Regions from separate parts of the Mus musculus genome. Here region 1 is linked to region 2. The links are chromatin contacts, called in public Micro-C maps. All regions are on one chromosome and are shown on one strand. Each heading gives the region's core, a stretch centred on a gene start, on an enhancer-like site or on the middle of the called end of the contact. The rest is flanking DNA. Distances are from core to core; before and after follow the strand shown.

What was found. Hi-C and Micro-C count contacts between places; a contact is called where the count stands out from the background.
Region 1: a Micro-C map of embryonic stem cells shows a contact between it and region 2, with 6 times the contacts expected there. The contact joins the enhancer-like site here to the promoter of Crbn in region 2. A contact is called at or near these places in 1 of 39 promoter capture datasets (hippocampal neurons), 3 of 484 Hi-C or Micro-C datasets (the AML12 cell line and embryonic stem cells) and 1 of 9 other capture datasets (pancreatic islet).

The regions. Positions count from the first base shown.
Region 1 is chr6:107,216,380-107,222,182 of GRCm38.p6, forward strand. No RefSeq gene overlaps it. Among named protein-coding and RNA genes, the nearest start is that of Gm34933, 25 kb to the left of the region's middle. Within about 2 kb of position 2,047, at least 9 of the 459 cell types and tissues checked have an H3K27ac peak or open chromatin away from gene starts, as enhancers often do. A contact at or near this core is called in embryonic stem cells, where this site is marked.
Region 2 is chr6:106,797,427-106,803,301 of GRCm38.p6, forward strand. Crbn (cereblon) reads right to left here and starts at 2,661. Exons shown (of 11, transcript NM_175357.3): 1 at 2,565-2,661. The coding sequence starts at 2,631.

The sequences.
Region 1 (5,803 bases), core at 797-3,296, 420 kb after region 2:
TAATAGCCATTTGTGTATACATGTCTGTGTTCACGTGTACATAGGTGAGTGAACATACACTAGTGCATGACAAAAGGGTAGTCAGAGGAGGATGACATGAGTCTTCTATTGTTCTCTGCCTTCCTGTTTGGAAACAGGGTCTCTCACTGAACCTGCACATTGTCTTGGCTGGCCATCATACAAGAGAGCCCCCTCTATCTTTCTCTTACACACAACAGTGGGGCTAGAGGCACAATCAGTTTTGCCTTGTTCTTTCTTTAGTTCCTTACATGGGTGCTGTGAATCCCCTGACAAGTCCTCATGCTTGCAAAGGTATCTCTCTAACCCACTGAGCTACTTCCCAGTCCCTTTCATAGTCTGCATACAAAATTGAATAACAGATCTTTTCATATTTAGTCATTTCTATTTTAACTATGTAATGACTCTATTTTTAGAGATTTAAAAATTATTTTTATGTATGTAAACGTGTGTGGAGATATGTATATGAGTACAGGATCCATGGAGGTGAGAGGTGTCTGGTCTTCCTGGAACTGTAGTTACAGGTAGTTATGCTCCACCTTGTATAGGTGCTGGGGACTGACATAGGGTCCTCAAGGAGAGCAGGTAGTTCCCTGATCCACTGGAGCATCTCTTTATCCTGTGCTGATTTTTAATAGTCAATACAAAGTCTTTGACTTTATGTCTGCAGTTGAATTTTCAATGTTTTCCTTTGGAGGTTCAGTAGGCTTTGTCTACTCTATGCTGAGGCTATAATGTAGGTCTTCTGTTTTCTTCCAGAAATTAAATAATTTTATTTTATAATTAAACCTTAAAGGGTTCAGGAGTTTTCTTGGTATTGAGTATAAATGGCAGATGCAGTTTCTTTCCCAGAATGGCACCCAGTTTTACCAGCTCTATAACACACTCCATCTGTCCTCTTTTCACTTTTCTACCCGCCCCCCAGTATGAAATGTTTCTTTTGCTTACTGTTATTATCTATGAAAATTTCTGCTGACTGTATATTGTAGTCTAGTCACTACTTGTAGTTTTAGTAACATCTTATTATTCATAATTTTTCTAAGCATATAGTCATATTATCTGAGTCACCTATAAAAGGAATATTATTTTACTACCCTCATGTATTGAGGTAGTAAAATTATATCTATGATAATAAATATATGATATATTATATAATACAATATGATATAAAATATCATATATATGTACCTTGGGTATACAAAAGAAAAGTCATCTTACATCCATACATCAGGACAAGGTTGGAGTGATTATAGTGACATATATATAAATATACTGGGAACAGAATCTAGGACCCTGTGGATACCAGGCATCTACCACTAAGCTACATCCTTACTTCTATTTTATTTATAATAGTTTAATTTCAAAATAGTTCACATCTCATAAAAAAAATCACCTGTTTTCAACATTTGTCAAGAATGACTTTTCTCTCTTGTTCAGTAAATGTTAACTAATATCTCAATTTTATTGGTAGGCAGAAATTTATCTAATCTTGTTTTTTTTTTTTTAATGTTAGGTTCCATGTGGAGATTAAATTCTGCCAGGTCTAGAATATATTTACCTATTTCCATTTTTATTTATTTATTATCTGTCTTAAGTGTGGCATTGACCTCTAACTGCAACTAGCACTGTATGGATCCATTTTCCATGCTCTGTTTTGCTTTTCTTCTCCAGAGCTTCCCACGCCCTTCTTCTTGATAAATCAAGTGTCTCACTTCACCCCATATGGTTTCTGTGGTGGTCTTAGATGCTCCTTGGTGCCTTTGGGAGCTCTGACTCAGCAATTTATATCTGTCACAGGCTTTTTCTTAAAAAAGATTACCAACTTTCCCCCCTCCCCCCATTTCTCATTCACCTTCTAGAATCAGTGTGATGATATTCAGAAGTTAAAGGAGGAAATGGCTGTCTCATACTATCACTCCCAAGCAATGAAAATAATCCTGCCTAAAATATAAGCACCCTGTTGGCTGTAGCAACTGAATACTATGCAGAACATCCCACATTGTAACCTCCAACAAGCCAGAAGCAGGCTGAGCCAGACCTTGACTTTGCTGCCACTAAGGTGATTACCTAGGGTGGAGCCCTCCTCCCTAGATTACTCTATTGTTCAGCCAGTGTTGCTGTTCCTATTCAAGATACTGCTACCTGCTGAGAGGCTTAACTACACCTGCAGCTGGTTCAAGGCTCCAAGGATGAATTGGCCGGAATGGGCCTCCCCCCCTCCTTTATAAAGCATGTCCGCCATTAAACATTTGAACCTTGAGCAGACTAGCATGTCTTGGTTCCATTATTTCTTGACCCACCTAGGTCCCCTCTTTTCTTTCAGCTCCAGGTGGCCTCCCAGGCTTGAACCAGGACATCTGAGACCCTGGCCGGCTCACAACATATCATTATCCTAGTAAGAAGGTTTTACAACAGCTACCACTCTTAAATAATGAAAGCTGGTATCTCCTGTCCTCCAGGACAGCCATTGTAATACATGCTCCATAAGCATTACCTCAGCTCCAACACACCACCCGAGGTTCACGTGTTTTGTGTGTCATTCCTCCAAGGAGAGAAACTCCACTTCTTCTGAAGAGTCTACTGCCATTACTGAGAACTAGGAGTCTCCTGCTGTGAGCTCACCCCTGCCTCCGAAGGTCCTAGCAAGTTTTCCATGTGCTTCTGAGAACTAGCATTGAGAATCTTTTGACTCTTTGGATGTTGGCTTCCAGGATTAGAAGCTGCATCTGGCTCAAGCTGAACTAATTCCACTTCTAATACTTCATTTGAAAATCAACATCGAGTTACCCCGAGAGCTGAACCCTAAGCTCCATTCAGTATAACCTGATAAGTGTAGTAGTATCTGACAGTGATCCAAACACACACTGGTCAAGGGTGAGCCCAGATATCCTTACCAGGAAATACTACCTGTAATGCACCTATTTGTTAAAACATCTACACTCTGTGGGTAGTAGTGTTTACAACTTCAGCATATAGAGATCAGGGACCCCAGTCAGCTCATAATACTGAGTAATCCTGCCTCATCCACATAATTTCATTTTCTGAGTTTTCAGTTATTCTCAGTCATCTGAAGTCTGAAAATTTATATAGAAAAAAAATTCAAGAAATGTATGACACGACTTATATGCCATTCTGTGTAGCATAGTACAATCTTGCAAAGCTCCTAGCCCAGGTGTGAAGGATGTGAGCCATCCATTGCCTCAGGGTATCCCTGATGCATACACTACTCATCCATTAGTGGCCTATTAGCCAGCCATCTTGGCTCTGTCTACTGTCACAGGATCATAGTACTTGTGCCCAAGTAGCCCTGATTTTACCCTAAAATTGTCCCAAGAGTGAAGATGCAGCAAGTCAGGAATGCACAAGTGAAGCCATCATACATCATGACATTGGGGCAAAAATGGAGTGATTATAGTACAATAAACACACATACAGCCATGAAAAAAAAAGTAGAGAAAGGGAGAGGGATAAAAAATATTCACATAACATCAATTACAGAATATTGTCATTATAATTCTATTACTGTTTTTAATCAAGTGCTATGTCTAACTTATAAATTAAGCTGTATCACAACTATATACAAAAGAAGAGAAAGCAGGACACATAGGATTAGGTGTGTACATAATTTCAGGTGTCCAATGTAGGCCGTGGATAGGCATATGTGGGTACTATTCAAACACTATACAATATTATGCTCCCTCCCTTTCTAAGCCTTTTACCGTATTCCTTACACTAGCAACTGGAGCTATGCATTGCCCTGACAGCTTTCTCATATGTAATCTTCAAATGTCACAAGTCTATGGGGGACATTTCTTATTTGAGTCACTGTTGGGCCCCATTTTGGCTATCGTTTGGGCCTTGAGGACAAACCTGAGCCTGGCTCAAGTTTTAAAACCTGTCTCAGTCACTTCCTTATCGGGGTGACTCAGCAAGACCTGTTTGACCCTGCCTCTGCCCCACCGTTCCTGATGTAGAGCTTTGCCATTGACCCTGTCAGCCACTTCATACCCATCACCGTTCCCTGTTCCCTGCCTCCTACATCATCTTACCCCACCAAAAATTCTCCTCCCTCTGTTCTGTACTTATATAAGCAAGAGGTTGATGCTATGAAGTTGAGTTCCTGCTTTGACAGACTCCTGGCCCCAGGTGTGTTTGTTTTGGGCCGTGACATTCACCATGATGCTCAGCCCCAGAGAGAGACTCAGCTGGACCGGGTTCTCTCCTCTTGCCTGGACCTACAGGCAGAAAGCCAACAAATTAGTATAGGAACCCATCCCTAATGCAGCATTAACCTAGGACCAATGGGTATAGAATTAATAAAAAGGAGAAAAGAAGCTGACCACCAGCCACATCCTATCTGCTTTCTGCCTGTGGAAAGAGTGTGACCAGTTGCTACCTTGAATTGCCTTCCATAGTAGACTATATCATAGTACACTTTATGCCTTGAGGCCAACTAAACCTTTATCCTTGGAGTTGCTTTTGTGAGTGTCTTTCATTACAGCAACAGGACAAGAAACAAATACACTGTAAGAACGATAGGATGGTAGAGTAAGTGTGTTGGGAAGAAGCTAGTGGTACTAAATCAATAGGGAAAGGAGAGTGAGGAACAAGCAGCAAAGGGCTGGCTCTTTAAGGAGGTCCCTTCTATCCACGCTATAGTGAAAAGTCATTGCATGGAATGGGGTCAACTTCTATAAAACCATCAAAGAAAAAACTGTAGCATGCTCACAATGGCTATAACTACCTTTGGGCCAACACAGAGAAAACACAAAGGAAAGGTGAAAACTCAAAGTGGGCCAGAGAAGAACCCCTCAGAGAAAATACATAGCCTGGCAAATGAAAGTTGAGCAGGATACCCCTCAATGATACATTTTACCTCTTCACAGTAAGAAGAGTCTTGAATAAATACATATTAAAGCAGCTTCCTTAAGCTATAGATTATGAGTTTTCATTTGTTCCATACATTAAAAAAATTTAGTCTCAGTAAGAATATGGATGCCCTATCTCAGACAGAATTGGGAGGGTGTTAAACAAATAATTCTATTTTAACCAAGCTGGGCTCAGAGCCCAGAAAATAGGCACATTCAAACAAACAAGGGATCCTGAGGGGAAAATGACAGGAAGAAAGATCTAGAAGTACAGCAGAATTAGAGAGAGGGACAGCTGGGGTAGGTGACAGGACTGAGGCCTGGCTTTGTGATCTGGCACATCCTTTGTTAGACGTACTCTATGGTGCTGACCCCGTTCCCCCTAGGCTCTACAGTAGCCTCTGAATCAGTGGCAGCGGGGGCATAGAGCTCATGCTAGGGATGACCAACTAATCTGTCAATGGTCGCCATGCTTGTTTCTTTTCTGTTGCTGTGCTGAGACACTACTGAAAAGCCAATTCCAAAAGAAAGGCTTATTTGCCTTAAGCATTTGTGTCATAATCTAACACAGAGGGAAGTCTGGGCAGGGACTGAAGCAAGAACTGAGGCAGACACCATGGAAGAACTGCTGTGCTTCGTGACTCACTCTAACTTGCTCAGCTACCTTTCTTACACAGCCCAGGACCACCTTTCTGGGAATGGTGCCCGTAGTGGGCTGAGCCCTGCTACATCAATTAGAAATCAAGACAATATCCCATAGACATGTCCAGAGGACAATATGATTTGATCAGTCCCTCGGTAAATGGGACTCAATCGTTAATTGTCCTTAGGGTCCAAGAGAAAGTAGACAATAATTTTCCCTCTTCTTACCTTTCATGCTTTAGATTCTTAGGCTCAGGTAGTAACTTCACAAGAGA
Region 2 (5,875 bases), core at 1,411-3,910:
GCAGAGATGAAAGTCTGAAGAAACAAAACACAACGCTACTTTCTAGAAGTGGTATTCTATCAAGTGTGAGCTGTTCTTTTCCTGCTAACTATGGGAACATTTCCAACTCGATGACTTTGTTCCTTGTAATGTTTAGAACTGTCTGAAGATATCTTTGACTGTCACAACTATAAAAACCCCGGTAATGCAGACTAGGAGTTGTCTAGGCTCTTACACACACTGTGCTGCAACATAGCCAGGGGTTTTCCAGGCTGAAAGGGTGACAGTCTCAAGGTTGGGAAACAATGGCCTAAACTAAGTCTCATTTCTCTTCAAATGTTTTTAAATACATCCAAAAAGTTTTAAAATGCATAAGGTTTCATTACAAATTGGTCAGCTTTTCCATTTTTGAAAATTATTATTTACACCAAACTACCTAAAAGGATGTTCTTATGAAAAAACATGAAGATTTTACTTTATTTTTATTATAAATTCCTAGATAAAAGGCTCTGTCAAAGAGAAGAACATAATTCAAGTGGTATGCAGATAGTTTCTATTTAACATTTCTAAACATGATTTTATTGACAATAGGGAAGTTTATCAAGCGATAAAGACGAAGCTAAAATAAGAAAAACATTCTGAATTTAATTTTTTCATCTACAACTCCGAGAATGTAGATTTTACTTGACATTTGGAGAGACCCATTCTCTTCTTTACTACAGCAAGTTTAAAGTACCTGCTATTAGCTCCAGGGCTAATACACCTGAAATTTCCTATGTTTATTCTTTAAAAGAATTTGCTTATGAACAGGCTATAATTAACTTCTCCAACTTGGTTATGTTTTTATTTGAGCACTTAATTTGTCCAATATGGATTCTTCACACCTAAAATGTTAAGCAATTCCCTTAGCTGTTAAGGATGATCACTTTTCAAAGCAAGTTACACTACATGAATTCAGGGGACAAGCCAAAGTGTCTCCAGAAATAAAACTATTATAATTTGGAAACCCACTATTCTATATCTACAACATCTGTGAGCCTCTTCCTTCTAATATTTCAAATTGAGAAACTACAGAGTTTTCAGAGCTCCCGGTGGCTCACACAGAAGCACCTGATGAATGCCAATAGCGGGGGAGCACCCTTCTCCTACTCCACCACTTTCCCTAAACGTCTGCTCCATTCACAGTGGAGCTGCTGTCCCTGAAATCTCTTCTGTTGAAAGATGATCACCTTTAGGAACTGCCGCGAGTACAGCTCAATAACCAGTGGCTTACAGAAAAGGTGCTTTCTATGCACTGGCCCTGCACCCAGCATTTCTTCTTCTGTCTACACTACCACCAAGGAACACATTCACACCTGAAGCACACCTTCTGAGGCAACAAACTGAAACCTGAAATTATTTCTTCACACCCCACACAAAAAAGTTCCTAACTGAAATGACTAAGGATGCACGGTTTCAACAATGTAGGACTAACCTAGTCCACAAATGAACCCTAAGTGAATCTCCATCACAAGATTTTCAAATCCCACAATAATCCCTACCCATGAAAATCACAGCAGGAGTTGGAGACATAGCTCAGAGGATTTGGGAGTGCCTGGTATCCAATCCAGCAAAAAACACAAACCCAGTACACCCAGCAGCAGTTGCTTATATGGCTCTAAATGAACTGCACCTGTGATTGTAATTATTCTCAATAGCCTTATCCTAACTGTGACCCTCCTAAAAGTAGCCGACTGATGTTTTTCCTACAAACAAGGTTAACAGACTGCATGGCTTTTAACTACAACCAAAAGGCTCTGGCAATAGTCTGTGTTTCTACAGCATTCTAAGAACAGTCCGTACCACTAGTTCATCCACTTTCAGCATTCAATACTGCAACATAAGTTGTCATAAACCATAAAGGCATAAAGTAAGCAGGAGAAATCGGTAATACCGTTCTCCTGAGTACCCTAAAAGTAGGCATATTATTTGCAGACCTGAGAAAAACCGCTAAATAACTACCTCCACAGAGAGATAGCTAAGAGATACCAGCTGTGGTGGCAGATCAGTACACCGCGCAGCCCTATCTGCAACTGTGTGACCTTCCACGTCACTGGATGGTATACATTTAACAACCCGTCGATAAGTTTCTCCTCCATAAGCAAGGCTCTGGACAGATGACAGGTGTAATAATAAAAGCAGAAATGCACGCAAAGCATTCACTGCGGGGCCCACGACGTGCAAATGCCTACTGCATGTTAGCTGTCAGTCTTATGAGAAAGCAGATGAGCAGGAAAAGTAACGGCTGCTAATGTCACCCGGTTCTCAACTTCGCCTACTCCCACAAAATTTTCAGGGAGGCCGGCTTGGGAGAAAGATGGAAAGGAATGGGGGTCCCTGCTCTGGGAAACCAAAGTCCGTGGCCCCAACATCCCCGACAGCCCAGGAGACAGGCCGGGAGGAAAGCGCAGAGCTGCGGAGGGCGAGGCTCACACGGGAGGCTTCCCACCGGCCGCTGCGCCCGAGTAGCTGTCCCCGTCCTCCCTGCGGGATCGGCCCCGGTCCTCGGTCTCCACCCACGGCCAGGCGCCCGTCCCGGAGGTTACCAGGCAGAAGCGGCAGGTGGTTTCCCATGTTGTGCGCAGCGTCCTGCTGATCTCCCTCGCCGGCCATGTCTGTTTACCCGCAAAGGAGCCTGGGAAAGGGCGGTGCCGGCACGCAGGGGGAGGGTCTGCGATACGCCGCCGCCACGCTCCCGGGCCACAGCGCCCCCTGGCGGCTCCAACGAGGCGAGCCGAGAGCGGCACAGCGGAGCCAAATGAAGAGGACCATCTTTAAGGAGGACAAGAAACCCAAAGTTATCCATGACCCACTGACCCCACACAAGTTACACAGCTCCCTTCTCAGCCACAAAGACGTTTTGACAGGTGGGAAACCCAAGTCTGTGTTTTTAGTGTCCACTTGGAGCAAACACGTCCTTATACAGCATCCTCTTTTGTCTGGAAGTATGGACTGTTCCAGGGGCCGTTGGAATATAGCAGATTTTTAAAACGATTTCAGTAGCCCTCGGATATAGCCCCAAATTAACATGTATCAGTATGAAGCAAAGATTTGCAAGGACAAAAAAGGCTGATAATCACCTGGAAAATAAAACTGTCAGTATATAAACTAGCCTAGTCATAATGGCTTCACTAAGAGAAAAATGGATCAATGTATGGTAAAAAACAATTACAACATGCTAAAAGAAAGAGAATTGTCTAGCACTGGAGTTGTGGATGGATTTTTTTTTTCCAATTTTAAGAGTGTATACAATATATTTCTAACACGTTTTCACTGAAGAAAAGAAAATAATGGAATGACAAACGATATCTAAAGAAGGAAGTAGTGGTAGTAGGCAGAGAATAAGAGGAAGGAAAAAAAAGTAAACTAATGAATCTGAGGTTTGAAGACATTTTTACCCCAAGAAAAAAATGCTGCATTAAAAAAAAATTCACAACCCAAAAACACGTTGGAATGGTAACTGGATCCGATAGGCGTTTCCTATGGTGACCAACACATAGGCCAGATTAGACCAGATTAAAAGTAGGTAAAGGCATAGTTATCAGGAGGCAGCTCTAAGGGGAGTTCGCTGGTCTCACAGGTGGAGGTCAGTGAAGTCAAACACCCAGGTTTAAGCAACGTGACTTTATAGAGTTTTGGTGAGGAGTGATTACTTGTTGGTTAGGAGATGGGGTTGTTGCCCATACCTGGTTAAAAACTGATCCCCTGGCAGCCACTCTTGGGTGGGTTCCAGGAAATGCTGACATGTTAGCCCGGAGTTTTCTCCAAGACAGAGGTGGAGTTTTCACTCCGCGGTTGGGGATCAGGGAAGGAGAGTAGACTGGGTTTCCCAGCTTGTACAGGGGAAGAGCAGGGGTTCAGCCTAACACTATCAATTCCATATCACTCAGCCTTCTGTCCCTGAGTCACTCTGGCCTTGGCCAAGTCACTTTTATATCCCCAGGACTCAGTTTACCCAATGTTAAAACCAGAACGCAAATGTCCCAGATGTATTCCCTTTAATAGCATATACAATATTGATGCCTTTTATGATCGAGTTAAAAACAGCTGCATGAGCCATTGTAATGAGTTAAGGTGTTTTTCTCGCTAGTAAGAGGACAATTCAGGTCTAGACCACCAGAGAGCATGGAACATAGATGGTGACTGTTAAAGAGAGAACAAGAAGTTCAACCAAGTGATGAATGAATGTGCATAGCTGTACACACACACACATATTTTTGTTGTCGCTGGATCAATTTAAATACAGTTCACAGAATTTCAATAAATTGTTTAGCTGCAGAATTTTCTATCTCAGCAAGCATCTGGTTTCTATTTTATATATCTATCTGTGCATGTGTAAGATGACACTTTTTGGTTCACAGGGGAGCAAGTGTGTCAGTGAGTATGGTGGCCAAAATATCAACCTAGAGTTTTATTACTTGGGAGTAATACACCTGGTTTATTGTGGCAATGTCTTTCATTGGCCTAAGAGTAAGCAATTAGGCCAGGGTGACTCCCCAGTGGTCCCCAGGGATCCAGTGTCTCTGCCTCTGTTGTGTTGGAGGATATTACAAGTGAAGCTTACCACACGACTGGATTAAAAAGTACATTTTAATATAGATTCTTGAGATTGAACTCGGGTCCTCATGCTTGCACAACAAACACTTCAGCAACCGAGCATCCTCCCTAGCCCAGAGTAGGTAGTCTCTAAATAAGGAAGCTCTTACTTTGCTGGTGGTGTCTCAAAAGTGCCTTTCAATTATCTGAACCCCGAGTCAGTCAGTCAAGAATTGTCTGTGCCACATCTCATACCTCCTGCAGATGGATCGGCGGGGGATAAAATATGGAGTGAAAAAAACAAATTAATTAATTAATTAAAAAAAAAGAATTGTCTGGGAAAGAAGGAATCATTGGGAAGAACTTAAAAAAGTTCTCCCCCCACCCCCTGTCTCTCTCTCTCTCCTGTTTCTCACTTGTAGCCATGCTCCAGTATCATCAGAGCCCCCATTTGTATGTCTTTCCCGATTTTCTTTTATCTCTGCTCCCTTTAAATTCACTACCTAGTTCTTTTCATTCTTCCTGTCATCCCTCTAACGTGGACACATGTATCTGTAGCTTTACCTTTCAGTAAGGCTCACAAGACGTGGCACTGGAAAAAAGTACTGAAGCAAGCACACTTCTTGTATTAAAGCCCTACATACTAGAAGTAATCAAGAACCATGATCATATACTGGTGTGCATGTGTGTGTGTGTGTGTGTGTGTGTGTGTGTGTGTGTGTGTGTGTGTAGTAAGCCAGGTAGGAGGACATCTTTTCTTTAGAGTACTCTGTCAAATGCTGGGTCTGGCAGTTATTGCTGTGAGATGCGTACTTCAGCATCTCACGCTGTAAATCCCAGTTACAGGTGGATAAAAGATAAATCTTGTCTGCTCTGCACAGGTCTAGAGGGGAGGAAAGGGGGAAACATGCTCTGTAAGCTGGAATATCATCAGAGGCAGGGCATCTTTCATGGCCTCCTCAGTGTCAACAATTTTATTAATGACTCTCATATTTCAGTTATATGTAGAATAATACAGGGTTGGAAGAAATTGTTATATGCAGCTTTCACAGCTGCTGCAATATTTTCTGGTCCTCCAGAGTGTATATAGGTTCCACAGAGGTTGGGTTATTTGTGAGAAATGATTGTTTGGGACAATACTTAGGGCTTCAATTTACTGCGACCTCCTACCACCGCATCCATCTCTGCCTTGACAGGTAAAGTAGAGAAGATTTTGCAAGATGGTAAAATGTGGTGCAATTTATGGTTCTTAGACTTTCGTACGAAATTGTTTTCATGACTCACCTGGATATTTCGAATGGCATGTGACTCTTCTACCACA